Regions from separate parts of the Mus musculus genome. Here all the other regions are linked to region 5. Evidence: chromatin contacts called from public HiChIP or PLAC-seq data. All regions are on one chromosome and are shown on one strand. Each heading gives the region's core, a stretch centred on a gene start, on an enhancer-like site or on the middle of the called end of the contact. The rest is flanking DNA. Distances are from core to core; before and after follow the strand shown.

Region 1 (6,267 bases), core at 2,600-5,099, 480 kb before region 5:
AGTGGGGGTTGGGAAAGGGGGTGGGGGGAGGGGGTGGGTCTGTACACCAGCCTGAGTACAGACAAGCTTCGGACAATCTGGCCATCATGGCTTCCTGTCCTTTGAAGAAGTCATCCAGTCGGCCATAAGCTCTGAGCCTAGCTTTAGTTGACGCATCCTGACGCCAAGTTCAAAAGATCCAGAACGGACTGGACTTTTTATCCCTCTCAACTGTTCCTCTAATGAACGCATCCATCCATCCATGAGACTCCATGTCCTTACGCGTTAGAAACAGAGGACCTGTTCCCAGTCCCAGAGCCACCTGCCCACTGTGCTTTCTCTAGCGGCCCTGAGAGGCAGTGGGAAGCCACCAGGTTCCCTTGGCAGAGTCTGTGATCCCTACCAGATAAGACAAAGGGGTTCCAGGGCTGGTGGTTGGTGGGATATACATCTGGAGCTGTCAGTGAGGTCAGAGACAGACCCTGCATCTCTGCAGGCAGGATAGAGGCAGGGGGCCACTTCAAAATGAAGGCTGGCTGTCAACATGGCTAAAACACCAATAATATCCTTAGCTGTATCAGATGTGGGGAGACTCAGTCCAGAACTTCCAATAGCCCGAGATCTCCCCTGAGGCATCGTCTCAGGCAAAGCCAGCTCCTTGACTAAGCCTGAGGAGAGGTAAGTTTGAAGCAAAGTTTATTAGGTGAGGCTAAGGGAGAACACATGCCTTAATACAGCATTAGAGAGAGGATTTCTCAGGGAGAAGACAGAAGACACCCAACCAAGACAGAGGCCTGGGCTTCTTAGGACGGACAGTTACATTTTGGTGTCTTCATGAAGGCTAGATACATGATTTTTTTTTTAATTACGTATTTTCTTCAATTACATTTCCAATGCTATCCCAAAAGTCCCCCACCCCCTCCCCCCCAACTCCCCTACCCACCCATTCCCATTTTTTGGCCCTGGCGTTCTCCTGTACTGGGGCATATAAAGTTTGCCTGACCAATGGGCCTCTCTTTCCAGTGATGGCCGACTAGGTCATCTTTTGATACATATGCAGCTAGAGTCAAGAGCTCTGGGGTACTGGTTAGTTCATAATGTTGTTTCAATGATAGGGTTGCAGATCTCTTTAGCTCCTTGGATACTTTCTCTAGCTCCTCCATTGGGGGCCCTGTGATCCATCCAATAGTTGACTGTGAACATCCACTTCTGTGTTTGCCAGGCCCCGGCCTAGTCTCACAAGGGACAGCTATATCACCGTCCTTGCAACAAAGGCTTGCTAGTGTATGCAATGGTGTCATCGTTTGGAGGCTAATTATGGGATGGATCCCTGGATATGGCAGTCTCTAGATGGACCATCCTTTTGTCTCAGCTCCAAACTTTGTCTCTGTAACTCCTTCCATGGGTGATTGTTTCCAATTCTAAGAATGAGCAAAGTGTCCACACTTTGGTCTTCGTTCTTCTTCAGATTCATATGTTTTGCATATTGTACCTTATTTCTCGCTATACTAAGTTTCTGGGTTAATATCCACTTATCAGTGAGTACATTTCATTTGAGTTCTTTTGTGATTGGGTTACCTCACTCAGTATGATGCCCTCCAGGTCCAACCATTTGCCTAGGAATTTCGTAAATTCATTCTTTTTAATAGCTGAGTAGTACTCCATTGTGTAAATGTACCACATTTTTTGTATCCATTCCTCTGTTGAGGGACATCTGGGTTCTTTCCAGCTTCTGGCTATTATAAATAAGGCTGCTATGAACATAGTGGAGCATGTGTCCTTCTTACCGGTTGGGACATCTTCTGGATATATGCCCAGGAGAGGTATTGCGGGATCCTCCGGTAGTACTATGTCCAATTTTCTGAGGAACCGCCAGACTGATTTCCAGAGTGGTTGTACAAGCTTGCAATCCCACCAACAATGGAGGAGTGTTCCTCTTTCTCCACATCCTCGCCAGCATCTGCTGTCACCTGAATTTTTGATCTTAGCCATTCTGACTGGTGTGAGATGGAATCTCAGGGTTGTTTTGATTTGCATTTCTCTGATGATTAAGGATGTTGAACATTTTTTCAGGTGTTTCTCAGCCTTTCAGTATTCCTCGGGTGAGAATTCTTTGTTCAGCTCTGAGCCCCATCTTTTAAGGGGGTGATACATGATTTCTGTTGCTTGTGAGTCATATTACAAGTCGGATTGTAATTTATAGCCAGGTTTGAAGATTACACAAAGTGTAAACTATAAGTAAGGCTTAAAAATTAAGAATCAAAATACAAGCCAGATTACTAATTTCTCACCTTAAAGAATTAGCTTATGTGGGATAGCTCAGCAGTTAGGAGCACATACCACCAAGCCCAACGACCTGAGTTTGATCCCTGGTACCCATATGGTAGAAGGAGCAAAACAATTCCAGGAGGTTGATCTCACACACACACACACACACACACACACACACACACACACACACGTACACACATGCAGAGTCATGTATATATGTATACACATGTACAAAATAACGTAATAAAACTTCTTTACAAGGAATTCTCTTTTGTAAATTAAATTGTAACATAGTGTATTATTTAGATTCAGGGAGGAGAGTAGCCTGCTCCTGAACTACAGCTGTGCTAGCTCGTGAAAGTATTCCTAAGAATACTTGAAGTGCTAAAGCTACCCCAGTCAAACTGGTCATGTAGCCATAAATGCCTAAAGTAAACTGGTGTCTGGACCAGCCATAAATTCCTATACAGTGTGTCCCTGACCTCAAGTTTATAAGAACTGCCTGTCCAACTAACTGCTATCTCTCCCCTTCTATAAACACTTGCCTGTTGCAGATGTCCCCAGCTGCCTTTCTACACACGTCACATTGTGGGTTTTGCTTTTAAAACTCAAACAAATTGGAGGCTGTAGCTGCTTTGCCTAGGATAGCCCTGCTTGTGGTAAGGAAAGGCGCCGTCTACCTTGACTTATTCAGGCCTCTTGGTGATTTCCCCTTCAGGTTCCCCACAAGAACACAACTCAAAGCTACAGATAGGCTGGGCCTAGTAAGTACAGTCCTGCTGCTTTAACATCCTTATTGGCGGTGTCTGCTAAATAATTAACACCATGTCTTTGGAGGTTTCTCAGATACGCTGAAGTTCCCAGTCAGGACTTCTGTGTCCCTTTATTTTCCCTCCCTCATATCCAGTTTATTATCTGTGGTTGTTCCCTGTAGGACACCAGGATGGCTACAGTCAGTCTCCAGTCCCCCAAGGGCCATGACATATGAAGTGGTCCTTGTATGAAATCAAGGGTCAGCCAGATGACTCGGTGGTTAAAGGCACTTGCCACCTAACCTGACGATGTGAGTTCAAGCCCTGTGAACTACATGGTAGAGGAAGAGAAGCTGTCTACAGGCTGTCCTCTGGCTTCCACGTGGAACCCCCGCTACAGATACACAAAGTTAATGACTACATAAGCTGGATACATGGCTCGGCAGTTAAGAACACTGCTGCTCTTCCCAAGGACATGGGTCCTATTCCCTGCACCCACATGGCACCTTACAACTGCCTGTAACTCTTGTGCGAGAGGACCCAATGGCTCTTCTACCTTCCTTGCATGTGGCACACACATACACACACACACACAAAACACCCATACACATAAGAAATACATAAAAATATAAAAATAGGTGTAAAATAACAATGTGAAATCGCCTACAAAGTGTACCTACAGTGGTCTTCATAAGGCCCCTTGCTCTCAGTATCAGACAAGAAGACATTTGCTGGGAAGATGTGCAATGGCTGATTAAAATGTGCCAGTGACTCTGCCCTGTGCATCAGTGACCTCAAAAGAGACTCACTGACCTCAGAGCTACAACACACTCAGAGAGCTGGGCCGATCTGTGCGTGTGCACTGTGCAAACAATGAAGAGCCTTTGAGCCTGGTGCCAGAGCTTGGCAAAGCCCAGGAGGGTCCTGGTGGAAAAACAGCCACTCAGCTTCTGTGTGGCATTTATTACCATCATGGCTCCCAGCCTGGGCTGGCAGGGGATATCCCTGGCAGCCACAGTGACTTCAAGGGATAGCTGTGGGAAGCTATACAATAGCTGAAATTGTATGTAAATTGTACGTAAATATTTATGAGTAGGAGCCACAGTTTTCAACAGACTCTCAAGGAGGTCTCACAAAGAAACCTTTGATCTCACAAAGGTTAAGAATCAGCTCAATGAATTAATCTCTTGACTGGGCATTTATTTTTAGGGATTGAGCAAAATAGCCTTAGTTGTATATAAGGAAATTGTAGGTCCCCCTGACAAGACAATCACGGATCCTACAGCTAAGTAGACTCTGCTGGCATTTGGGGGGGTCTTCTTGCAGCAAGTAAGGTATTTGTAAAATTAGGGTCTCAGCCTAGGAAACCATAGGCACAGCACCCTTTATATCACCTGACTCAACCCTGGCAGTCAGGCAAAGTGGCATCACATGGTTTAGCAAGAGTGAAGGTATCCTGGAGAGAAATGTGCCCTTCCCTTCTGCTGCCACACTACTGAAGTCATGCTCCCCGAGGAATTGGAATGTCCCCAGGTGTGATGGTTTGAAAGAAAACAGCCCCATAGGGAGTGGCACTGTTAGGAGGTGTGGCCTTGGTGGAGGAGGTGTGGCTTTGTTGGAGGAAGTGTGTCCCTGGAGGTGAGCTTTAAGGTAGGTCTCAAGCCAGGCTTAGTGGCTCACAGTCTTAGCCTGCTGCCGGCCGATCAAGATGTAGAACTCTCTCTGCTCCCTCTCCAGCACCGTGTCTGCCTGTGTGCCGCCATGCTTCCCGCCATGATGATGATAGACTAAACTTTTGAACTGCAAGCCAGCCCCAATTCAATTAAATGGTTTCCTTTCTTTATTTATTTATTGCTTGTAGTATGATGTCTCTTCACAGCAACAGAAACTCTAAGACATCAGGAATCTCAAGCTGTGGAAGGAGGGGAAGGAGAAAGCCTGTGTCAGCCAGAGGAGGAATTTACCTCTCAGGAAGAAATTATCTCACAGTTTTGAAAACTGACAGGACAGGCAGGACACCATTTATGATGGCTTGGAAATGCACTTGTCCTGGCTGGTTTTGTGTCAACTTGACACAAGCTGGAGTTATCACAGAGAAAGGAGCTTCAGTTGAGAAAATGTCTCCATGAGATCCAGCTGTAAGGCATTTTCTCAATTAGTGATCAAGGGGGTGGGGGGGAAGGGCCCATTGTGGGTGGTGCCATCCCTGGGCTGGTAGTCTTGGGTTCTATAAGAAAGCAAGCTGAGCAAGCATTGTGGGTGGTGCCATCCCTGAGCGGGTAATCTTGGGTTCTATAAGAAAGCAAGCTGAGCAAGCCAGGGGAAGCAAGCCAGTAAGGAACATCCCTCCACGACCTCTGCATCAGTTCCTGTATCCTGACCTGCTTGAATTCCAGTCATGACCTCCTTGGGTGATGAACAGCAATGTGGAAGTATAAGCTGAATAAGCCCTTTCCTCCCCAACTTGCATCTTGGTCATGATGTTTGTGCAGGAATAGAAACCCTGACTAAGACAGTGGGACCACACCTTGACCAGGACTGCATAGTTATACAAACCTCTTACCCTCTGTTTAAATGTGAGGCTCATGGACTTGAGAGTCACTGCACCTCTTTGTTTTCTTCCCAATCTGACTTCATTGAGTCTATATCTCCTGTTAGGTCTCACAGGCAATCCATATATCCAGAAATGAGCTCACACTGGGCTATAGGAGGATTTCTGGTGATTAGATAAAAGCCACTATTCCCCAGGAACTTGTGAAATGGAATTTCTGTCCCCACAAAAGGAGGTGTCCCTTGCCTTTGGCAGAAAGGACCTGTGGCTATCTGTGGTGCCTGCTCATGCTGGCCTTCGGGATTCCTCACATCTCTCTCTCTCTCTCCTCTAGGCAATTCTAGATGCCACCGGGTATGTTCTATCTCTTATTGACAATGAAAACCTTCCCCCGATAACAGAGAGGCCACATTGGCAGTTTCTTTATTGTACCTCTGGCCTGGATATTGGTAATATTTTAAAAAAATTATGCTGTTCTACTCTAAAAAAAAAAAAAAAAAAAGAAGATGTCTCTGGAGTTGGGTTATGGCCTGCTCTCTCCAGACCCAAGCATGCTTCTTTAAAAAGTTGTCTCCAGGACTGAGAGATGGCTCAGCAGTTAAGAACACTAACTGCTCTTCCAGAGGTCCTGAGTTGAATTCCCAGCAACCACATGGTGGCTCACAACCATCTGTAATGGAATCCGATGCCCTCTTCTGGTGTGTTTGATGACAG
Region 2 (6,261 bases), core at 2,262-4,761, 450 kb before region 5:
CTTCCTTCCTTCCTCGAAGGTTCATTTATCATTTATTTGGGGGGTGCTGGAGAGTTGGCTCAGCAGTTGACACAGTGGACACTCCCAGAGGACTCAGGTTTGATTTCCTGCATCCATATGATGTCCCACAGCTATGTGTAACTCCAGTTCCAGGGATCCAACAGGCACTTGTGGCCTCCTCAGACAATGCACATGTGTGGTACACAGACACATGTACTAGAAAAACACTCAAAATATAAAATAAAAATTAATTTAAAAAAAAGGTTATTTGAGTGGGTGGCACATATCTTTTATTCTGGGAGGTAGGAGCAGATAAGTTCCAGGCCAGCCTAGGCTATGAGACACTGTCTCAAAACAAACAAAAAAGATTTATTTTTATTTTATGTATATGGGTGTTCTGCCTGAATATACTTCTGTACACCATATGTGCCTGATAACCTCAGAGTCTAGAAAAGATAATCAGATCTTCAGGAAGTGGAGTTACAGACAGTTGTGGACTGCCACGTAAGTGCTGGAACCTATGATCTACTCCTGTGGAAGACCAGGCCATCACCACCTCTCCGGCTTTCTTTCTTTCTTTCTTTTTTTTTTTTTCAAAGCCAGTGCTTTTATATTTAAATTTATGCTTCTCAGGCACACAAGTGGTATTACTAACACAATATTAGTATTTTTCATTCTTAAGCATAACATATGGATATTTTCTTTTTTTTTTTTAATTAGGTATTTTCCTCATTTACATTTTCAATGCTATCCCAAAGGTCCCCCATACCCACCCCCCCAATCCCCTACCCACCCACTCCCCCTTTTTGGCCCTGGCGTTCCCCTGTACTGGGACATATAAAGTTTGCAAGTCCAATGGGCCTCTCTTTGCAGTGATGGCCGACTAGGCCATCTTTTGATACATATGCAGTTAAAGACAAGAGCTCCCGGGTACTGGTTAATTCATATTGTTGTTCCACCTATAGGGTTGCAGTTCCCTTTAGCTCCTTGGGTAATTTCTCTAGCTCCTCCATTAGGGGCCGTGTGACCCATCCAATAACTGACTGTGATCATCCACTTCTGTGTTTGCTAGGCCCCGGCCAGCTTTATTTCTTGGGGAAAAAGAAAGGTCAAGGAAAAGAAAGTAACTCGGCTATCTGGCGCTGGGAAGAGGTGGCGATTTCAAGTTCAGAGTTATTCCACCCAACAATGAGGCATTTAGGATGTTTTAAAAGTACAAAGCAATGACTTTCCTTTCTAGTAACAAAGGCTCTCTTGTAATCCTCTCTCAGCATTATCAGCAAGGGCTACAATTTCTTTAAAAAAAAAAAAAAAGAAATAAAAAGTTTCATTTTGTTGACCATGGAAAACAAACCCAAAACTGCAAGTAATCCATCCAGTGGTCTACTGAAAGCAGACAGTTAGGTGGGAGATAGAAGTGTAGAACAGGAGAGGAGGGTTAGAACGTGACAGTTCTTTTCATGACAACTTCTGCTGTAATCCAAAGTACTGCATCATTGCTACCATGTAAACACATAGTGGCCCAAACTCAACTGCCTGATGGGAGACACCTGTTCCAAGTGGCTTCAAAACCACTCTCACTGGGGTATAAATATGGCTTGGCATTGCTGAGAGGCATTCTAACCTCTTTGAAGTCACAGTAACTTTGTATCATGAAATTTAATCTTTGGGTTCTGAGAAATGTGTTATGGAGTAAATGACTAAAATGGAGTGGAAATTTCCATGGTTTTCTTTCAAGGCTGCAACAAATGACCAAGTTTGGACTTTTCAGGACAGAACTCCAACTGCAATAATGTGATAATTATTCCACGACTGTCTACTTTTGACACAGAATCCTCCTTCCCTAATCAAGTGACTGACAGCAAGCCAGATATTTGCTGTTTCCCTTTTCTGTGTCTGTATTTGGCCAGCATGTTTTGAGGTCTGGTTAGGTTGTCCAATCTGGTATGAAACTCTGGGGCTTAATCCATCTTCCCATTGATCCTCCCGCCTTGCATAGCCAGAACGTGGGCTGTATTCCACCACACCCAGCTTGATAAATTACACATTAATGGCATGGTCCAGGAAGTAGAAATTGATGCACCCCCTTTAAGACATGGTGTATGTACGCACAAATATGTGGATGTCGTAGCTTGAGCTGACACATCCAAACCTGAGAAAAGGAGTCATAAAACACTTTACAAATGAGTGCTTTGCATTTCTTACCTCCTAAAATATAAGTGATCCTGTTTAGCTAGGAACACCAGGAGGATGGACAACTGGACACCCACTGTCTTAAACCTGCCCTTCAAGGCTCATCATTAAAATCTTACTGATCCTATCTGACTGCTGGCTTTATGCTACCTAGATCTTCTTGCAAATGTCAATTACAAAACTAGGGATCCGGAAGTTGGACTTACCAGGAAGGCATGCACCGCATGACATCACCAAAATAGCCACACACAAGTCTGTGTTGCCTGGAGCAAGTGTCTTAGCCTCTTTAGGCCCCAGTTTGTTTATCTTTATTACGAGCTAAAACTGCAAAGGTTGTGTAAGATTTTGTCTCTAAAGTCCTTAGCACAATGCTGATCTCACAATTTCTGAAGTCAATCAATGAAATACAATGGCTTGCCCTCACCTAACACCCAGCATAAAGATAAAGTCACTAGAGAGTATATTTGCTTCTACTCCTGCTTCTGATGGAGTATTTATAGGAGACAAATGAAGGGTGCCATCGACGTTTCTCAAAGTCTGTTTTGGTGCCTACGTGTCATCCCTTCAGGCAAGGCAATGCTGCTTTGGTGTATTCAACAGGTGCACAAGCATGGGAGCACTAGGTGGACTCCTCCTCAGGGCACCCTCCTCAGAGTGTCCAGAACATGCTAGGTTTCGGCACTGAGCACCAGGAGCGGAAATCAGAGCCAGTTGGCTCTCCAAGAACAGACGCCTGCCACCCAAGCCCCAGGAAGAGCGCCCCCGAGACATCCCCGCCCTCAGGCGAGCGCGACGCTTAGTCCAGCCAAATGTGCCAGCTCTCTGGTGTCCCCCGCACCCAGTACTCCCGCGGACAAGCGCCCCTGGCCATCCCCAAGCCGCCGGGGTCCTCCCTGTCGGGGAACCGAGCGCCCCTAGTTCTCAGGTCTCCGCGAAGTCGCTCGCCTTCACTAATTCCCGCCCTCCCTCCCTCCCCGGCGTTGCTGCCCAAGTGGGGAGCACGGGGAGCGCGGCACTCACCCAGCGTGGCCACTGCGCCGGCCTCGAAGAGCAGGCAGTCGCCGCGGCCCCGCGCCTCCAACAGCACGCTGCTCGGGCCAGTGGGGTCCAGCCGCGCCAGCAGCCGCAGCCCTTTGCTTAGAGCCATGGGCGCGGGGAGCAGAGGAGAGCGGGGACCAGGTCCCGCCCGAGGGTGTGCGGCTACCAGGAGTTTCACTTTGTGCCGGGCTCCAGTGCCCACGGCTCCTCCTCCTCCTCCTCCTCCTCCTCCTCCTCCTCCTCCTCCTCCTCCTCCTCCTCCTCCTCCTCCTCCTCCTCCTCCTCCTCCTCCTCCTCCTCCCCTAACACCACGACAGCCTCCTCCTCCTCCTCCTTTCTCCTCCACCCCCTCCTCCCCCTCCCTCCCTCCCTCCTCCTCCTCCGCCCGGGCCCCGCCGCACTGCCCCGAGCAGGTGAGGTGGCGCTGCCGCCCAGCCTCTCCGACGACGACCGCGCTCCCCCAAGCGGCGAGGCAGGCACCTGCGAGCCACAGCGGGAACCCAGACTGCGCCCGGTGGGCTTGAGCTCGCCAGGGCTCAGTACTCCGGGACGGTCCTCCCTGCTGGGGGCGGCTGCGGGCGAAGGAGATTCCACACATTCCTCGCCGCGGAGGAGGCTGCAGCCGCGGAGAGCCTCAGGAGCCCGGACCCTGCCCGGATTCCCGCGGCCTTATATGGGTAGCTGGGGGCTGAGGGCTGAGCAGGGCTGGCAACCCCCCACCCCACCCCTGCCGCCACCGCTTGTCCGGCGCAGCACTTCTTCCCACGCCCACCCCACCCCCACGCCTGAGACCCCGGATGGGGCCATTGGGTTCTGTGCCTCAGTCTCCCTGAATGGAACTGCAGAAACGCAAAGTGGCCTTCACTCTGAAACTACCGTGGTGATTGAGTATGTTCTTGTGAGTGGTGTGTGTGTGTGTGTGTGTGTGTGTGTGTGTGTGTGTGTGTGCCTGACACACTCTTTAAATGCTGCCTTCTACCGAAGACTTTAATTCACTGTGCGACCCAAACTGGTGTTGCGTTGTGTCCGAGAGATGAGACATCTATTCCCTGCTATCCCCTTTACCACATGACCTTGACCTCGCTGAGATGCACATGGCCTCGCCTATCAGAGTGACAGGTGAGGAACCCCCACCTGAGGATCTCAGTGCCTGTTCTTGCTCAGCATTGATGAGTATTCTGTGATCTGCAACCTTCAAGCAACTCGAGGCAAGGCCTCTTGGTCCTTGGGTCGGGTTGGTCAGGATTGGTCTGCTAGCCAAGGGAGAACGCAGCCAGGTCGAACTGGAAGCACCTTTGGGCGCGTTTGGAGCATCCTTTCCTAGTGTGATGCCTCTAGAGGTCCTCACCCGCAAGTTTCCAGCAGGCCACCCTAACAGCTGGGTTCCTCTGCCGCCCGCCCGCCCCATTCTGCTGTGCTAAGACCAAGAGTGGCGCATGGCTTTCGGAGGTTGGTTCTCCACAGCTTCTTTATACAGTGGAGAGATCACCACCCCATGCAAGTCGTGTAACATTAAGTGTAGCAAACTCGGCTGGGCAGGGTGGCCGGCACCTTTAATCCTAGCACTAGGGAGGCAGAGACAGGCAAAATTTTATTCTTTATAGAAACAAAGTCACCCTCAACCACCTTCCCTTTTCTGTATCCAAACAAAATAAACAGCGGCTCCATCCAGAGGGGTGACAGCAGCCCTGGGTGGTCCAGTGGAGATGAAGAATTTGTTAGAAAGCCTTAGTCTCAAGTCCTAGAGTCAGCTCCTCTCCCCTCCTCCCCCTCCACCCCTTCTCCTCCTTCCCCTTCCCTCTTCCTCCCCCCCCCCCCCCCGCCCCCCACTCTCCCTTAGTCTCTGGTGCACTCTCAAACAGGTCATGGTCCAACTGCTGGAATCTTCCCAACTGTATATCCCACAAAAGTTTCAGGACACGGGCCTGCTCTAGGGTCAGCTCATCACCCCGCTTCCATACTTCATAGTCAGATACCGTGGTTACCACACCTTTCTTGAGAGCAGTGGGCAGCCCCAGCTGCCTCAGCCCTGGCTCCATGGAGCTTTAGGGGCCCTGAATCCAGGCTCACAGTTAGAGTTGCTTTGTTCCCAACTCAAGCAAAATCCATTTCTATAAACTTTGTGAAGCACCCAGTCACCTCTTCCTTCATGTAGTTGGTAAGAGGGAGCCCAGCATCACCTCTCAACTTCTTGCTGACCCGATGCAGGCTGTCTGTATTTGTCAGATGGGCTTCGACCCAAGGCCACCACCACCATCTTGTTTTTGCCAAAGAACACCGAGTTGTGCTTCCAGGTGTTCGTTCCGGATGCCTTTCAGCCTGCTATTCCTCATGCTGGCCACAGAGACGATGGAGAGGTGGCTGTAGGTGCCCTCAAACTTCTGAAGCTCTTCTACCAGGCTCTGTCTGCCTTGGTGCCAAGCCTTTCTTGATAGTTTTTGTTAAGGAAACTTTGTCTCACTTGGATTTGGGCATTGCCTCTAGATTTCTATTGTGTTGTAATAGATACTGCAAACAAAAGCAACTTGGGTAGAAAGAGTTTATTTCATTTGACAGTCATCGTCCCCTCACTGAGGCAAGTCAGGGCAGGATCTCCAGGCAGAAACCATGGAGGAATGCTGCTTCCTGGCTTGCTCTCTATGGCTTACTCAACTTCCTCCTTCTCCTCCTCCTCCTCCTCCTCCTCCTCCTCCTCCTCCTCCTCCTCCTCCTCCTCCTCTCCCCGCTCCCCCTCCTCTCTCCCTCCTCTCCCTTTCCTCTCCTCCTCCCCTCCCCCCTCCCCCCTCCTTCTTCTTCTTCTCCTTCTTCGCAACGAAGGAAGTAGGGCTTCTCTGTGTAGTTCTTGGATGTCCCAGAATTAGCTCTGTAGACAAGGCTGGCCTTGAACTCGGGGATCTGCCTGCCTCTGCCTCCTGAGTGCCAGGATTAAAAGCATGTTTCGCCATGCCGGACTTTCGGCTTGTTTAAATACACCTAGGATCACCTACATGCCCATGCATGGCATCACCCATAGTGGACTGGTTCTTCCTA
Region 3 (6,051 bases), core at 2,236-4,735, 310 kb before region 5:
CCATTGGGAATGTCTCATCTGTGGGTAACCTGCTCATGCAAATGAGGCAGAGACACTGATAACCATCATCGAGGATGACGGGTCCCTCCCACTAGAAACTTACAGGGCTGGTAGTACACGTTGGTTTTCCTCCTCACACAGTAGTGGGGTGGAGAGAGGCCACGGCACTTTGTTTACTTTTCTGTTTCCCTGCGACACTGGATGTGGCTCTGAGGATTCCTGCCATCCTCCCTTATAGAGGAAACATCCAGTTTAAAAAAAAAAAAGCAGCCAAGTAATTGAAAGGGACGGGACCTCTGGGTACAAAGGACATCGGTCGGGTTATAAGTGGGAGCTACCACTCCTACAGCTGTGTCTGCTCTGCCTTTGCCTTCCCAACCCACGAGAGGAGGCAGGACTCAGAAAGCCATGGTGCCCACCGGTGTCTCCAGCTTGTGAAGGAGAATTCCTGGAAAGAAGCCGTGTCTGTGAAAACTGATGAAAATGTCTATGATCCGAGAGTTTGGAATGTTGCCCATCCAGAGCCTAATTATAATTTATCTTGGAGTATCTTTAGATCACTAAGGAGTCATTTCCTCTTTCCTTCTCCCCACCTAACATCCTGACTACAGATAAAAACCTTTGGGATGTATTAACTTATCAGACCTAGTTTTCCACCAAGCCAAAGGCACCTGAGGCCCAGGACTGAGCTGGCTCCCCTGTGTGGTGGCTGTCTCTAAGTGCCTTGTTCTGTGATCACACACTTCATGAAACTGCTTCCATGTTGGGACATGGAGCTTGGGGTAGCCCTGGGCACTCACATTTCCTGATCCCCTTTGAGCTGAGAGCTGTGTATTCACTCTCCAGTCTTGTCTGTTTGGTTTGCCTTGCTCCTTTAACCAGTGCGCTGTTCCTCAGCTTGCCCGGCTGGCTTCTAGGTCTTGCCTTGATGTCATCTGTCTTTCTGAAGAAACACTTAACATGAAAATTCCAGCTCAAAAGCTGCTTCATGTGCACAAAGCGCCCCACCCCCACCCCGGGGCTCTCACCCCTGAATCGGTCAGCACTCACAGACACAGCCTCCCTTCACCTCCCTGCTTTTGCTGGGTGCTGATGATAGCCCAGGGTGCTGGTCGGGTCTGCTTGGCTCCATTTCACATGAAGAACCAGAGGCTCCAAGCCACTCCTTGGGCTGCATGCAGTTCACAGGGCCCAGAACCTGCTCTCTCAGACAAGCCTTCCATATCTTACATTCAATTCTCTTCCAACACCCACCCCCACCCCACCCCGGCCCAACTCTCTTCCCAAATCCCCTTTTTATGTTCAATTGTCTTCTGCTATGTAGAGTAGTGCTAGACAACAGGAAAGTGGCAACTCAGAGTTAGCTCTCCTTGACTTCACTGCAATCCCCCTCCCAGCCGTGGCAGAGCACACTCAGGGTCTATTTCGATGCACCTTAACCCCAGGCCGGTCACAGGCAGAACCCCGAGGGCAGCTCCATCCACGCAGTCCTCTGACTGGGAAAGAGTCGCACAGCCCCAGCACTTCAAAAAACAAGAAGTTCTACAAAACCAGCACCACAGAAAGGAACTGAAGAAGAGCTTAGTGTCAGCTCTCCCAGCACAGTCCACTGGTTAACCTAGGACTGGCCCAGAGCTGTGCATCTGGGCTCTAACTAGAGGTTTGCAGAAGAGGCAGTGAGAAGCAATCTCAGAAGGAAGGCCACTTGGATGGCTTTCTCCTTTCAAAAGCCTCTCTAGGCGATGTGCTCAGTCCTCCCTGTGTCCTCTGGCCTTTCTTTCCCCTGTGGGCTTTCAAAGGTAGCAAGTGACTCATACATCTATGATTCATGTTGTCCAGTGAATTTAAAAAAACAAAACACAACCTCTTATATTTATTGGTTTCTCCTTCCCCCTCCTCTCCTCTCCTCTCCTCTCCTCTCCTCTCCTCTCCTCTCCTCTCCTCTCCTCTCCTCTCCTCTCCTCTCCTCTCCTCTCCTCTCCTCTCCTCTTTTGCTCTTCCCTTTCTCTTCCCTCCTCCTCCCCCTCCTCCTCCTTCTTCTCCTCCTCATCTCCCTACCTTCCCTCCTCTCTCCCTCTCTTCCCCCTTCTTTAACAAACTTCACTTTCCACTGCTTGGCTGTCGGCATCAGCCTCCCCATTTGCGTACCTTGTAGCCTCCAATAGGTTTGTGTGGCCAGGCTGAGAGACAGCGAGGAGAGGGCTGAGAGAAGCCCTCCTCGTCTGGGAATGGGGCACTGAGTGCCTCTCCTGCTGCCTTTCGCCCTCATCCAAGTGCAGTATAGGCGACCAGCTACCAGCTAGACTTCTAATCCAGCTCTGGATTTCTTCTGGGCCTAGGGTCCAGCCCTCAGTGTCAAGCCAGGAAGCTGGAATCCATTTCCTCTGTGACACAAAGCTGGATCCCATACCTAGGCAGTTCTTTAGAGCCACAACACCAGCACGCCAAGTAGAGAACGAACGATCTCTGCTCGACCTACCCACGATCAGCGTTGACAGACAGATTATGACCAGTACTACTGTGGGCCAGACTTGAATTGTTGGCTACGTCCCATGGGGAGGACAGGGTTGGGGTGGGAGTGGGTGGGGACGGTGTCATCCTGTGACTCCATTTCAGTGGTATCCTGGCACCGAGAGCCAGATGTCTGGAAAGAAAGGACTCTGGACTGTACATTTGCTGATTCTCATGGAATGAACACTCTTACCAAAGCCATTTTTGAGCCTTCCCCGTATCAACGAGTGAGTCAGGAAGCTGCCCAGTAGCTCATGGTTATATAGCATTCCCTATACACAGCTAGAAAGTATGTGAATGACCTGGGCAGCATCAGTAATAAGAAATCATACTTAATAAGTGACATAACTAGCTTGTTTATTACCCTTCTTTTTAGCATAACTTATCCATTTTGTAAATTTATGTCATCTAACTTGTAATAATGGCTATGTCATTAACCAGCTTACAGACTTCCTGAACCATCAATTCGGGTCCTCTGGAGACTATTTGGGTCATTTTCAGCACAGCAGCTGGGCTCGTTGCTTGGCCCCATCTTTCCTAGAATTCAGCGGCATTTCACTCACGGATCTCAGGGGTCCTGCCAGCCAGTGGTGCCACTGCTCATTCTTTTGATACATATGACAGCTAAGTTTCAGTCCTTATTCTGTTTGACTTCTCAGGGAGCAGGACTGCCCTCCCACTACCCGATTTTTAATACTATACAATTCTACCATTTTGTTTTGTCTTTGACAGCTCTTCCAAACTTTTGTTCCTCTATCAGTCCCTTACCGATGGTGTCTCTCAGGACACGGACAGGATTTTTTCTGGTTTTCTGTTCTCCTTTCTCTAAATCCACGTGTCCGGGATCCGTACTTCTAGTGCCCATCTCACCTTTGAACTCCAGTTGTGCATGTGCAGCTTGCTGCTGCATGGCGGCCCCTGCTAGCTCGCTCGCTCTTTATCACTTCCTCATCAGGAACTCCAGTCACCCACGTGCAGCTTCCTGCTGCATGGCGGCCCCTCCCGGCTCATTCTTTATCACTTCCTTGTCCATGCTTGAGTGGCTGCAGCCCCTGAGTGCTCAACACCTAATTGGTGATAGCACAGCACTAATAAGCTGCAGACTCACCACTGAAGCTCACTGAGGGTAAATGATGTCACCCTCTGCCTGGTGACACAGGCCAGAATCTTTGAGTCATCCCTGGATCGCACCTCTGCCACTCATTGATGCCTTCCTTGTCCATCTGCTTCTAGCCTGGCTCAGCAACCAGAAGCCCCAAGTGCCCTCTCTATTCCTCAGACCCGCGGAATTTGAATCCATCCTCCCTCCACACTGCTGGGAGGAAGGTTCGGAAGCCACATTTCTGATGTTGCCACTTCCTCTTAGCTTTCCAAATGACATCTGTGCTTCTCAGCAGGTAACCTAGCACCTGTCCGTTTCTTAAAGGCATTCTTGTCACCAGCGTCCTCAGACCTGAGCTTTTGCCACAGGGACCTGTCAGTTTCAGAACTCCAATGCTAGTGCTGTTCTGTGGACTTGGAATCCTTTCACGCCATGCAGCCAAGACCATTCACTCCTTCACTGATTTGGATGTTTTGTTTGTTTGTTGTTTGTTTGTTTGAGACAGGGTTTCTCTGTATCCCTGGCTGTCCTAGAACTCACTTTGTAGATCAGGCTGGCCTCAAACTCATAAAAATAAGCCTACCTCTGCCTCCTGAATGCTGGGATTAAAGGCATACATCACCATGCCTGGCCTAAATTGGCCTTTATAAAACTTAGTTCAGAGGCTACTTTACCAGGATAGCTGTGTAGGTAGGAACCAAGACAGCATAGAGGTTAAGTGTGTGTGTGTGTGTGTGTGTGTGTGTTTGTGTGTGTGTGTGTGTGTGTGTGTGTGTGTAAATGCCTCATTTGATTGTCCTGTAGGCATGTCTGTGGGACATTTTCTTGATTAATGGTCAATGGTGGGTTTGGGGAAGGGCTGCCCATTGTGGGTTGTGGACGCTGCCACCCTGCACTGGTGGTCCTGGCTGTATAGGAAAGCAAGCTATGTAAGCAAGCCATGGTCTTTCTGTTTCAGTTCCTGCCTCCAGCTTCCTGCCCTGAGCGCCTGCTGTGACTTCCTTCACGCTGAACTCTAACCTGTAAGACAGACTACAGTTGACCTTTTCCCCCCTCCAGAGTGGTTTTTGGCCATGGTCTTCATCAGAACAATACAAGCAAACTAGAGCTGGCCCCTGTCTCCACTTGTACTCTGTGTGGACTATGACATTTTGGAAACACATGATAGGAAAAGAAATGGGGCCATGAAAGCCTTTGACGGCTACTCTGGCAGCCTGCCACTCAAGTGCTTGTTGGCTTTCTGCCATGCCCTGGATCTGGAGCACTACCCAAGGGCTCATGTCATTTAGTCTTGTTCTCCATCCTGAGAGTTGACGGACTCTAAGGAAAGAGACTGAGCCATTGTGTATGTGTCCTTGAAGGTGATATTGGAAACCCAGCCTCCTTTACTCTCTCTCTCTCTCTCTCTCTCTCTCTCTCTCTCTCTCTCTCTCTCCTTCCTGGCTGCTGTGAAGGAAACGACAGACTTCTACCATGCACTGTGCCACTGTAAAGCCCAGAGCAGCAGGACTAGCTAATCAGTTTCAGAGATCTCTGGAATTATAAGACAAAGCAAACCTTCCTAATGATGCTGGGGGTGGGTCTATGTCAGCGGTAGAGCACCTCCTTAGCATGAACACCTCCGTGTATTCTCCAGCACTGCAAAACAACAGCATCAAAACCCAAGTTCTCTCCTTTAGGCTGTTGAGCCAGGTTTTGTGTCCCAGCAATGGGAAGTTAACACACCTGGGGAAGCTAACGCATTCCTCCCTGGGTGACTCTTCTCTGACTTGGCCACGCTAAACCAGAACACAACCATCTCTCTATTAGTCTCTGTGCTTCTTTGGAAAATGAGCTCTTCAATGAGAAGCCTGTGTCTTTTGTCGACTTGTCTCTCTGGCAGCAAGGACTGGGTGGAGTCTTTAGGGAGTAGCTAATTAAGTGTGATGGTGACTGAAGGCAGTAGCTGAGGGAGGGGATCCTGAAGCTGAATCAGAAGAGTGTCACCTCTCTCATGCAGTGTGACTTGGGCCCATTATTCTGCCAGGTTGCTGCTTCTTGGGTGAGTGGGAGGCTGGGGTGAGAGTCGAGGCTGAGACTGCAGAGCATAGGACGATGAGTAACAATACTTTTAAGGCATTTAAGCTACTTCGTTTTTCTGGAATATTTCTGCAGCAGTGTTCATTATTATAATTGTTATTTTGACTGTCTTGATTTTTATGAGAGAAACAGTAAGTTGTAAATAATACGTTGCAAGTGTTTTTAGTGTGTGTTTGTGTTTTTGTAAATTAGTTTCTGATCTAAAAGTTAATGTGGCCACATATGAGACAATGTAACAAACATACGTTATGCTGAGTCCCAAGGGAATGACCACCAAATTTAGCTGGATTATCATTCAGGGTTTACAGCCTTGTCACTGTGGGCTTATTACCACAACTTCCTATAGTGCAGAAGAAATA
Region 4 (5,705 bases), core at 2,982-5,481, 400 kb before region 5:
GCTTACAGCATTAGCCAAGTGTCTGAGGAAACCAGCCTTGTGTCTGTCTATCACACCAGAAGGACCTGAGAATGAAGTCGGGATGGCCACTAAGGTAGCAGAGGCAGGTATGGGTGCTGTACACTCATGTATCTATAACCACAGGGGAGCTACACTTAGAACAGAGGCAGGCAACATGGTGTCCAATAACCTAGTTTCTGAGAAGAACATCTCCAGGTGGTATAAGTATCCAAACATGCTTAAATAAGCCTAGATATCCCCCAAGGCTACCGTGGGTAAATAAATGCTATGGCCTACTGCCTAGGGCCACAAAGAACAAAACAACACAAGATTAAGTCAGGTAGAGAGAATGATTCAATTACAAGATGCAGTGCACACGGCCCGTCTAACACCACTGCTGGGGTAACAGCAGAGGGTTTTACAATACACTTCTTTTTCAAGAAGGAGAAGTAGACTAAAGCAATGGGCTGTGAAGAGTAGTAAACAACAAACCAGCAAAACGCCGTAAACCATCACACCTGCCTGTGCAAGACCGAACGCGCTCTTTTACATGATGGCAGCAAGCAGGTCACACACACGCACACACACGCTCGCACAAGCATGTATCACCGATGAGACTGTTCAGCCCCGCTATCATCTTACGTGGTCCCTCACATACACAGTCCACCACTGGCCCAAACATGGGCTACTCAGTGTTCAACACTGGCCACCTAGGTGGCTTTTGAACTGTTCTGTGACCATGGGGCCAAGGCTGCTTCCCATGGGCGCAGTGACTGGGAACCAGCCCTAACATGGACAATGCTTGGGTCCCAGCATTGCTACCAACAGCTCCTTGCATATGAGCAATTCGCCCTTCTTAGCTACTATGTTAAATGGGACCTGGAACACTACCTTCCTCAGGGCGTCTGTTAAGTATGAACGGATAAATGCATACAGTACTGACAAAATAAGGGTTCAGTAGAGTCATCTGTACATGTGGGGGTTCACCTGAAATACAGAGAATCAGCACCTTATGAGGCAGAAAAAGCCTAAGGTCTGACGCCAGCCTGCTACATAGCAAGTTTTAGAGGCTGTCGGCTACACAGGGAGACCCTGTCCCAAAATAACGAAACCAGCAGTTCACTGAGAGGGACAGAGCTACATGTCCCTCACGCCTCCCCCGTGCTACAGCAGGAGGTGTGGAGAGGATGCCAAGCAGTGTAAATGCCAGGACACACTGCTGGAGACATGTTTAAATAAGGAAATGACGCTAGGCATTTAGGCTGTTTTCTGCTAGCTGAAGATCTGCTTCCTTCAGGCATCCCAGAGAAGAGGGCAGGTGTGCCTCCCTCACCTCACGGTTAAGCTCAGGGCTAACACCCAGGGCTCAGGCTTTGGTACAAACACCTTTTAGGCTCTGAATGCCAAGAGTGTTTTCACAATCTAATCCCAATGTAACAAGCTGGGCTACCAAGATCTGTTTTAAAGCTCCTTTGGCCATCAATTTCTTTGCTCTCATCCACCAACCCCTTTGTCTTGAAACCACAGACTTGGGCATTCGGTAACCTGCTCTGTTTCTTAGCTGAGGCCTCCCCTCCCCACCCTTCCCTTCCCCTCCCCAGTCATGCCCACCGAGCAACACTTTCTGCCTTCCCTTCCTGGTCCCAGGATCTGCTTGATCTCCTGTCACTCAGAGCCAAGCCCTCTGGATCTCACCACACCAATCAGGCCTCAGTAAAAGTGTCAGCTGACAGTCTGCAGGTCCTACCTCCTTAGCAATCACACCTGCCTGACCAGGCCCAGTAGAGCTTCACATTACCGCATAGAAAAAGCATACCTCTCAGGGTCGGCTGGTAAGTGCTTATTTCTTCATGCAGTTATTCATGTCTCAAATTTACCTTATTTATGGAAGAAGGAGGAGAAGGAGAAGGAGAAGAAGGGAGTAACTGGCTGAGTCTTTCAACACAACCAACCTGAGCCCAAATGTCCACCTTAAAATAAAAAGGTATTCAGTGAGCAGGGGACAAGGCACAGCAAAGCTTTTAATCAAAACCAGCAAATTCACGGCACAGATTCAGGAGAAAAGCCTGGCATGCCACCGGCAGAAACCCAACTCTGGGGGAGCGAGCATGTTGCGTTCTTCCTGTGCTTGGTACCACGACTGAAGCACTAACACTACCTGCAAGCTGCACTGGAGTGGGGCAGACCCCATGCATGCCATAGCTAGCGAGGCAAACCCAGGCAAACACACAGCCAAGATGTCCAAATGTTAGAATTTTAAACCTTTCCTTTCAAAAGCACCGTCTGTGTAAGAGTCCAACCAGGACACACACACAGCCACAAGTGAGGGAAAGAAGAGGCCAGGCACTGGGAACTGAGAGACAAAAGTGCGGGTCCTCCGACGTGGGCTCTGCTGGAACGTGGTGACTCAATTCCTGACAACTCTGGAGCCCGAGTCCTGAGCCCACACAGCTCAGCGTGGAATGAAAACTAGTAAAACTTCTGTGGTGTGAGGGTCAACTCTTGTGCTATGAACGACCCCATTCTCAGTTCAGAGATGCAAACGAAAGGAAACTTGTCAGTCAAGGCACAGAAAAGATAATCACGGAAGACTAATGAGTCCCAGTTCACCTTCTTACCCAAGCTGAAAAATGACAAGACATGCGGACTGTTTTAACATCACGGGGCAGACGGACAGTGGTCGTAAGTTACTGGAAGGGGAGATCTACAAACACCCTGATCCCTGTCAGGAGAGACCTGGCAGAGCCTGGTGGGCTGTGACTTGTAGAGGTGTAGTCTGGGCATGGGGAGGGTAGTGAGTGTGAGTGAGAGCTGTACCCAGGAAGTGCTCAAGGTCTGCAGAGGAACAGGAGGTCTAAAGTTGACACCTAATAATGTCACCGTCTGAGCAATCTCTTCAAGTCAGAGAAAGGATCACGAGAGGAAACTCAGAGCGCAATCTTCCACAGCAGAAAGCCTCACACTGCACAGTGCGCTAGCAAGACTTCATTCAGTAGCAGGGCAAAAGTACCCTTAGTGAAATATTCCTCTGTTCACACTCAGAAAAGCTTAAAACGGAAAAGAAATGGACATTTAAAAATAACTTCTCTATCACATGGTTCAAAATATTAACGAGGGTGCAAAGTACTCAGCAAGGTAAAATGACAAAGTCTGGCATCCAATAAGGAAACTACAAGCAATGAAACAGCAGGGAACTGTGACCATAGCAAAGGGAAAACTCAGCCAACTGAGGCTGACCCAATCAGAACAAGGGAGCACTCCTCTTTGTGGATGGAGAGGAGACAACCGGAATGATCTCCCAACAGGAGACAATACACACAAAGGAAACTCCAGGGCCTAGGTGGAGCCAGTGCGAGACCATAGGCATGGAAACTATGCAGATGGAGAAAGGGGCACTGTGACCAGAAAGAAGAAAACCTGTAAGATACATTTGAAGCAGCTATAAAACAACTTAGTTTGAAAAGCAGCAATTAAAGAGAAAGAATTCTGCATTTATCCTGCACTCTAAAAACTGGACGAGGGTAGCTAGCTAGCTCTGGGGATGATACCAAGAGGACTGAAGGCCAGCAGGCACAGCAGGCAAACTAACAGTGATTCAGGCATGACAGCAACAACAGCAAGCTGTCAGAACAGTGCACAGTTTCCACTCTCAGTGAGAGTCCCATTTGTTTGTGGATTGCTTCTGGACAGGAGAAAATACCACACAATGGAGGGAGACTATCGTCCAGCCAACCCAGGTATCATTGGTATGAACAGGGGACTGACCAGATACTGTGTATTTTGATGTGATGTAACATGAAACATTGAACTGCATCTACGATGCAGCCTGTACTTCTCATGTTCACGCAGGGACTAAGATGTAACACAGAGGGACTGAGCTGACTGCATGGCCTTCTATAAAGGCAACTACTGGCTACACAGTGAGGAGTTCTCAGTTTATAGTTTTTTTTTTTCATTTATTCATTTATTTTATGTGAGTACACTGTAGCTGTCTTCAGACACACCAGAAGGGGGCATCAGATTTCATTACAGATGGTTGTGCGCCACCATGTGGTTGCTAGGAATTGAACTCATGACCTCTGGAACAGCAGTCAGTGCTCTTACCCGCTGAGCCATCTCTCAGCCTAGTTATAGCATTTCTGTTTGGTCGTATTCTGCTCCCTAGCTACATGGTTAGAGCACCTGGACCAGGAAGCAGCTCCTGCACCTGATTACCATGCATGCGCCCACAGTACGGACGCCTGCTGGGAGACATGCTGAAACAAACCTGACTCCTCCCTGAGTTCTAGGGGAGCAGACATGTTTAGGGTACTGTCTCTCATACACAGACACAACTTTAGGAGAAGAAGGGCTTTGACTTCCATGACTTTCTGTATCTGTCTGAGCTGGGTCAGACCCCATAAGTGGACCATGGCTGAGAATTAGTGAGAATCTCACCAAGGTGGCTTTCTGCTTGGCACTTTAGCTAACTAGCAAACAAAGGAAACTTTAAAGTGCGGTCTACTGTTTCCATTCAGAAAACACTCAAAGGCCAGCCCCATTAATACAGATTACTAGTTTGGTAAGTCCACCAGGAAACCTCCCTAGCCACAGGCTAGCCACAGCTTTATTACTATCTAGGAGAACAGGCTTGCTGTGCGTACAAGGCTCCACCTCTGTACGCAGCACGTGGAGCCGCTCCCCAGTCCCCACTGCTCCTGTTGCCCTTTGGCCTCTCCTGGGACTGAGCAGACAGCTGCAACCTGACAGACAGGTTCCTGCTGGGAAGGAAAGAGGCCATGAGGGCAGAGTGCAGGACTAGATAACTGCAAGACTCCAAAACGAGTGGAAAGTTAGCGTTTCCTGCTCACAACAGGAAGGCTGTTTAGAAGGTAGAATATTTCTTCTCTTCAACTCATCCACATGAATAAGAAAGTATCAGGCATTGGGTAAACATTTAGTAGCTGGACTAGAAAGTGATCGAGAACCAAGCAATATGTTGTCACTGTCCCCCTGGGAGGGGCACTGTGACCAGAATAATTGATGGAGATTTAACTGTTTCTCTCAAAAGGGCCAGAGGACACAAGGCCCTCTCATGTGAAAACCTAACCATTTCAACTCAAAACATGACAGAGCCTGTACATTTTCCTATTCTCTTATTTACAGAGCTTAATCTCAAGTCTACAGAAGGGTCTCTGGTAGAAATATAAAATACACAATGTGGACATTCTCTCTCTTATTTGGTTTCATTTTTTGAAACAGAGTCTAACTATGTAGTCCAGGCTGGCCTGGACTCACAGAGAGCCTGGGATTAAGGCGTGTGCTACCAAGCCATGTTTAAAATCTGTACATTCTCTAAAACAGGGGCTCACGCTAGGCCTACTTAGAGCCAACATCACTGACAAAGAGTTTAAGTGCCTGGCTGTGCTACTTCTATCTGACTGTTTCTATGGGCGATGGGCGGGGGTTGGGGGGTGGTGACACTTGCTGTAACAGGAGGACCCATGACAAAGTCTAGCCAAGCAGAAACTGGCCACCTCAGTGTCTGCTTCCTTCCTTCTCCGCAGGCCCTCATTCTGGAGAATATTTAACCTTTTAGGGAGGGGTCCATACCCATATCCTGATATTCTCAAAAGCAAATCTCAACACACCATCTTTCATTGTATTATTGGTTTTGCAAACAGTCTTTAGTGGATGTTTCAGGTGAGGTCTGTTAATACCCAGCA
Region 5 (5,725 bases), core at 8-2,507:
TACTCCCAGGATTCAGCCCCAAGAAGGCATTATTCCAGGGGGCTGAAAAGTCCCATAAAGGGAAAGCAGGCTGACATTATATAACAATATACACCAGAAAACGAAAGTCGCCAAAGTAGGGGCAGGAGGAGTGGGGGAGCACGGCATCTGGAAGCCGCCACTTACTCGAAGGCGAAGAAGAGTCCACTAGTGACCAGGATGAGAATGAGAGTCAGGTAGAAGACGCCGGTCTGCCGGGCCATCATGATCCTCCCGTTGCAAAAGAACTTGTTTCTTCCTGGGAACACCTCCCATTTCCTCCGGGCCGCGATTTTCTTCTTCTTGTGGGGCGACTCCATGGGAGAGGAGCTGTGGGTGCTGATCTGACTGTACTCGCAGTCTTTCATGGGCCCGCCGCCGCCGGGAGGCATCCACGAGGGCAGCCGGCTGGGGGCGCACACCCCCAGAAGCCCCCCGGCCGCGCGGGTTCCGCCGAGCCACGGCCGCCGCCGGCCACTCGGCCGCCCCCCGAGCCGCGGCGCTGCGACCCCTAAACGGGCTCCCGGCTCGGCGACAACTTTACGGAGGACACCCAGGTTAACCCCTTGGAGAGCCCAGCTGTCATAGCAGAATCCGCTTTCGGGAGGGACGATGTTGGTCCGCAGTCCTCGGCAGCGGTTCTCCGTGGCTTCCAGCCGGGGGGTCGGGGCTGCAGGACCCCGCGGGACGCGGGGAACCGCTCAGCAGACACCCAGAAGGCGGTGCGCCTGGCTTCGCCACCCGCAAGCTCCCGGCTGCGCTTGGGCTCCGGCCGGCGGATCCCGGATCGCCGCGCCCTTAGCGGACACGAGGCAGCAGACCTTACGCCGGCTCCCTCCGGAGCCACTTCTGCGCCTCGACCAGGTGGTTTCTACTCTTTCCCGGTGACGGATTCTCCCAGGAGAGAGAGCTGCAAACTGAGCGGCAGCTCGCGACACCGGCAACCCCTCCCAGGGGTGGGGACAGCCACGCGCGTTCTTCTGTCAGGAGCTGCTCTGTAGGAGCCGGGGCGCTGCCCGCGCTGCGACCCCGCATCCACGAGCCGAGCAGCCGAGCTGAGTCCGCGGCCCCTAACGCGGGGCTAAGGCCGAGGGTGGTGGCGGCGGTAGCGGTGGCGGCTCCCGGGGCTTCCTCGGTTCCTTCTGTCCGGAGAAGACAACCCTAGCGCGACGAGGGCCGCCGGAGGGCCGCGGGGACACTGCCAGAGACACTTGTTTGCAAGGCTCAGCCCCGGCGCGCGCGGCGCTCCGAGCAGGTCCGCCTCCTCGCCGCCGGGTGGGCGGTGACGCCCGCGCCTCACAGCCGGGCTCCTCCTCCTGCTCCTCCTCCTTGCCAGTGAAGCCTGGGCACCCGCTCCCTTGGGTCCCTGCCCCAGTATCCCCGGGCCAGAGCGCAAGGCTCGGGGACTGTGCGGGCCTGGCGCGCCCGGAGGAAGGCTCCTGGCTCCCGGGTGACATCCTTCACCCTAGGAGAAATCAGGTCGTTGCCCTCGGTGCTGAGGCGCCATGCGCTCCCCGCGGACTTAGTTCCTCTACGGGGTTCTCCACCGGATTATTCCCGGTCTCAGCTGCCACCTCTGGACACTCGCATTCTCATGACCAGTCGAAAAACCGTTCTTGCTACTACGGGGGACCTGAGTACCCGCCACGCAAAGAAGTGACCTTTCCTGGCCTGCCCTCGGCTCATCCTCTTCCTCCCCAGCGCCACGCGTGGCTGAGACGCCAGGGAAACTCTACCGATGCCGAGAGGATGGGGGTGGAGTGCCTTGATGACAGGGTGATGAGCAGCCCCCTGAAACAGGCCAGACTTCGGGACCTCGAAGGGCAGGGGACAGCAGAGCGGTCTGTGTCAGCTCCAGCAGCGACCGATCTGCCCCCTCTTTTGGATTAAAAACCCCCAGTGGCAGGCTTTGTTTGCAAAGGTCGCTGTCTTCCCCATCTTTCATTCTCTACTTTTTCCCCCTGGTGCTCACAATTCGCTCATTTTACTTCTGTCTACTTGCCTCTGTGGAGCCCACGCACAATAAAGGGACCGCACATCTAGCGAATGCTTGGAGTGCGCCTTTCTTTACATCCCAGTTTGACAGTTGGGTATACAAACGGGCGCAAGGCCGGCGCCAGAGAGCCCCAGCAGCCTAAGCGCTGCTGCGCCCCTGGGCTTCGGGGCCCGGTAGAAGCGCTAACTGGCGTTTGCACTAGGGTAACCCAGCGCAAAAGGACACCCGGCACGGGCGCTCGGTTTTCTGAGCCCTACTTTCTTTTCAGAGCCCGCTGGGATGTGTAGTTCCTTCTCTCGCTGTCCAACTCAGGGAGGAAACGTGACTTGAGGATCTAAAACTACAAGTCCCTGCAACCCCTGCGACGAAGGCGGGGAAGCAAGGTACTGGGCTTTGTAGTACTCAGCGTTTGGAGAGCCACAAAGACAGCTTTGGAAAAGATGCTTTCTCTGTGCCGGGTGGATATTTGCACACTGCCTGCGTTCTGTGTAATCCTCACCACAACCCTGCGATGCACTATTGTACCAAGCTCAAAGAACTGCTTGCCCAACACTACAGAGCTGCCCAGTGATAGAAATGGCACTGAACCCAGAGCTCTGTCTTTCCCTTACAGAGCACGCCTCAGTGCTCAGTGTCAAAGATAGATAAGCTTGGCTAGCCAAAAGAGAAAAAGGATGTAACCAGCTAGGAAATGGGGGCGATAGAAATGGTAATTAGATGGGACAGGGAATTACAAGAAGTTAAAAGCAAGTGTGATTCTTAGGGGCTGGATGGGGCTTTTTCTTTGTTTGCTAAGTGGATGGGTGCATTTTTAAAAATAAGTTCACACTACTGTAGCTGAGGCTACTGTAGTAGTGTCCAGTTCCTGATTCTCTGCCTTTTGCCTGCTGGGATTTCAGATATGTTCCACCAAGTCCAGCTAAGGGTCTTAAGTGGACAATTGAAATTGATCTTGAATTACTTGAGATACTGCATGACAGACAAGCGCATTACAGAGACAACTAAGTGCTTGGTAAGTGTGCTCTAAAAAAAAAACAACAACAACAACCACAACCAGCTCTAGCATTTGAAGTAAAAGCTTTTATGCTTTTCCACCCTTTAGCTGACACGATCAAGACTTTATTTTGTCAAAAGCACATGTTAACTCTATTGTCTAGGTGGCTTTAGAAAGCACCCTCTCTTGGCATTGGGAGTGCAGCTCCGTGGTAAAGTACTTGCCCATTCTTATTCTCAACTAAACTGGATTTTTCTGGCATCTGGCACAATTGAAAAGTCCTTATCCTCTAGAAATGTGTACTAAAAGCATTTGCAAGTGAAATGATAGAACTTCTAGATTGTGCTTTTCCACTCTCCAGCCCATCCTCCTCCCACACACAAGGAGACAGAAGGAACAACTCTGGGAACTCTTGGAAAGTGTTACCATTATGTGATGTAATTGTGTTTAATTATCCACTGTTGCAGATTATCACAAACCGGAGGGTTTAAACACAACAGGTGTACCTCACAGCCTTTGTGGTTCAGGTATCCAAGTCTTTTGAGACCTTTGCCCATACCATCAAGGTGTAGGCTAGGCTGTGTTCTCATGACCTGCAGAAGAATTCATTTCCACACTCATCCGGGTCACTAGTGAATTCATTTTAATGCATTTGTAAGACAGCATCCAGCTTCTTGTCAGTTGGCCACTGGAAACTCTCTGCAGCTCCTAGAGGTCACCAGTAGTTCATTAGCACCTTGGCATTTCCCAGAATTCATTAAGCCAACAAGAAAAGCCTTCCAGCAAGCAGGCTCTATACATTAGAGTCAAAAATGTACATGTTCTATTTAGCCAGAAAGCAAATCATACGCTGCAAGGTGAAGGGACCATTTGTGGGTGTGGATGTTAGGATTAGTCTATCCACCAAAGTATGTAAGGGGTCATCTCTTTTTTTTTTATTAAGATTTATTTATTGTTATACGTAAGTACACTGTAGCTGTCTTGGAACACACCAGAAGAGGGCATCAGATCTCATTGCGGATGGTTGTGAGCCACCATGTAGTTGCTGGGATTTGAACTCAGGACCTTTGGAAGAGCAGTCAGTTCTCTTACCCGCTGAGCCATCTCACCAACCCAGGGGTCATCTCTTAACCATCATGTGTGCTTATCTTTATATTTGACAACCCCATACAAAAAGAAACAAAGCATTTGTTGTAAAACTGTATCTAGTGGGGTGGGGTGGAGAGATGCCTCAGCAGGTAAGAGCCGGTTCTGCTCTTCTGTTAACTGAAGAGTTTTATCATCCACCTCAAGTAAATCCACCAAGCTGTTACCATCTGTGGCACTTCACACCAACATCTACCTTTCTTGCATTGTTAGTGCTATCTTTGATGCCAGTGGTCTTTCTCAGATCGTGGCTGACTTGGTGGACCCACTGGCAAAGGGGGTTGCTTTATAAATAAAACTGGAGGTTTGTTTCTTTCATCTGAGCAGCTCAAACCATTCTAGAAGCCTCCTTGTTAGTTCGGAGAACACCTTAAGGCAGCTGGCATGGAGGGTGAGCCTAACCACTGTGCAAGGCAACACATTCAAGTTCCCGGATGCTTTGTGAGTTCCTGGGTGCACCTCTCAGGGCCAGCATGGTATGCCCTTAGGGTGGTCAGGTGCATAAGATCAAAGGAGCAGAGTCTTAAGAGAACTCTAGAGAACTAGAGAACTTTGGAATGACCTCAAGACACTTCATTCCAAGTAGAAATACTGCAGAAAATCAGACGCCGTCATCCTTCCCAACCCAGAGACTCTGCTCATGTTCCTGTGGCTGCTCAGCGCGCCTGGAAACATTTTAGCCTCAAAATGCAAAATGTTTAAAGTAACGCACGCAGCGTGCCACAAACCAAAAATGAAGTAAAGCAGGGGGGTTTAATGTGAAAATCTCTTATGATTTTTTTCAAGCAATTTTTTGTCCTTTCACACAAAAATATTGCTTCCATGTTTATAAAATAGCACGTACTGAAAACTGGTACCACCCGTGACTGTATAAAGAAGGTAGATTACTCAAAATCCCATCACCACACAGAATCGTGATCGCTCCATATACTGTTTATACATTGGCTATTTAACAAGAATCATTGCCTGCCTGCTGTTTTTTATCTTGTATGCTCTCTTTTGCTGTGTGTTTGTGTGTGTTACATATACAGGGAAGCCAGAGAGCAAGCGAGGGAAAGGAAGAGGGGAGGGAGAGGAGAGTTTGTATTATACTTTCACTTGCTGCCTGGATCAAACCCTCCCGTGTTCACTTTGCCAGCTCAAGACCAACCCAGAGCCATGCACTGCACTGTCTTCAGACTCGGTCCCCTTCGACACAAACCCATCCACTTTCTTTGAGTTCCTTCATCTCAGAGTCACGGAAGAATACAGGCCATGCATTTTGTAAGCTATCCATTTGGGTTTGCCTATGGTTTCTTCACAGTCACATTCGGGAGCAGGCTCTTGCAAGGTCCCAGCTGTGTTACACAGGAAATGGTGGCAGACAGCAGGCATCGTTTGGCTGCTGCAGCCAAAACTGCATGGCTCTGTCACAGTTGGCCAGCTGCTTCCCGGCCTCCAGGTCGCAGAATACGTCCATGTGTACTCTGTCTACCCGAGCTGGGTAAATTTCAGGTGTTGAACAAGCACATCTAAGTTTGGGACCCTAAATGCAGATCCCAAGAAATCAAAAGGACAAACTCTGGTTTTGT

What was found. HiChIP or PLAC-seq counts read pairs in DNA pulled down with a chosen protein or histone mark.
Region 1: an H3K4me3 HiChIP or PLAC-seq map of stem cell-derived neural progenitor cells shows a contact between it and region 5, with 15 read pairs. The contact joins the enhancer-like site here to the promoter of Zdhhc14 in region 5. A contact is called at or near these places in 4 of 39 promoter capture datasets (the C10 cell line, cranial neural crest, embryonic stem cells and 1 more), 1 of 484 Hi-C or Micro-C datasets (embryonic stem cells), 2 of 115 datasets of contacts at active chromatin or transcription factors (embryonic stem cells and stem cell-derived neural progenitor cells) and 2 of 9 other capture datasets (adipose tissue and embryonic stem cells).
Region 2: a contact with region 5 is called in an H3K4me3 HiChIP or PLAC-seq map of pro-B cells, with 4 times the contacts expected there. The contact joins the promoter of Synj2 here to the promoter of Zdhhc14 in region 5. A contact is called at or near these places in 9 of 39 promoter capture datasets (the 3T3-L1 cell line, the C10 cell line, the HPC-7 cell line and 6 more), 2 of 484 Hi-C or Micro-C datasets (embryonic stem cells and pre-B cells) and 5 of 115 datasets of contacts at active chromatin or transcription factors (embryonic hindbrain, embryonic midbrain, forebrain and 2 more).
Region 3: a contact with region 5 is called in an H3K4me3 HiChIP or PLAC-seq map of the 230-238 cell line, with 22 read pairs. The contact joins the promoter of 3300005D01Rik here to the promoter of Zdhhc14 in region 5. A contact is called at or near these places in 2 of 484 Hi-C or Micro-C datasets (CD4 T cells and forebrain) and 10 of 115 datasets of contacts at active chromatin or transcription factors (the 230-238 cell line, CD8 T cells, effector CD8 T cells and 7 more).
Region 4: an H3K4me3 HiChIP or PLAC-seq map of pro-B cells shows a contact between it and region 5, with 5 times the contacts expected there. The contact joins the enhancer-like site here to the promoter of Zdhhc14 in region 5. A contact is called at or near these places in 13 of 39 promoter capture datasets (the 3T3-L1 cell line, the C10 cell line, the HPC-7 cell line and 7 more), 1 of 15 datasets of contacts at CTCF or cohesin (large pre-B cells), 4 of 484 Hi-C or Micro-C datasets (CD4 T cells, the G1E-ER4 cell line, embryonic fibroblasts and 1 more), 11 of 115 datasets of contacts at active chromatin or transcription factors (the 230-238 cell line, astrocytes, bone marrow-derived macrophages and 7 more) and 1 of 9 other capture datasets (pancreatic islet).

The regions. Positions count from the first base shown.
Region 1 is chr17:5,967,108-5,973,374 of GRCm38.p6, reverse strand. All of the region lies in intron 1 of Synj2 (synaptojanin 2), which reads right to left. Gm52312 (a long non-coding RNA gene) reads left to right here. Exons shown (of 3, transcript XR_003952387.1): 3 at 4,882-5,116. Among named protein-coding and RNA genes, the nearest start is that of Gm52312, 7.1 kb to the left of the region's middle. Within about 2 kb of position 3,849, at least 46 of the 459 cell types and tissues checked have an H3K27ac peak or open chromatin away from gene starts, as enhancers often do. A contact at or near this core is called in stem cell-derived neural progenitor cells, where this site is marked.
Region 2 is chr17:5,938,530-5,944,790 of GRCm38.p6, reverse strand. Synj2 (synaptojanin 2) reads right to left here and starts at 3,511. Exons shown (of 27, transcript NM_001113353.2): 1 at 3,214-3,511. The coding sequence starts at 3,340. It also overlaps the pseudogene Gm8376.
Region 3 is chr17:5,796,091-5,802,141 of GRCm38.p6, reverse strand. 3300005D01Rik (RIKEN cDNA 3300005D01 gene) reads right to left here and starts at 3,485. Exons shown (of 3, transcript NR_045081.1): 1 at 3,382-3,485; 2 at 801-943.
Region 4 is chr17:5,892,282-5,897,986 of GRCm38.p6, reverse strand. All of the region lies in intron 4 of Snx9 (sorting nexin 9), which reads right to left. Among named protein-coding and RNA genes, the nearest start is that of Gm46599, 33 kb to the left of the region's middle. Within about 2 kb of position 4,231, at least 101 of the 459 cell types and tissues checked have an H3K27ac peak or open chromatin away from gene starts, as enhancers often do. A contact at or near this core is called in the 230-238 cell line, the G1E-ER4 cell line, the HPC-7 cell line and 5 more, where this site is marked.
Region 5 is chr17:5,488,132-5,493,856 of GRCm38.p6, reverse strand. Zdhhc14 (zinc finger, DHHC domain containing 14) reads right to left here and starts at 1,257. Exons shown (of 9, transcript NM_146073.3): 1 at 166-1,257. The coding sequence starts at 410. Gm52310 (zinc finger X-linked protein ZXDB-like) reads left to right here and starts at 631. Exons shown (of 2, transcript XM_030250193.1): 1 at 631-882; 2 at 1,105-5,725. The coding sequence starts at 631. The coding sequence ends at 1,908.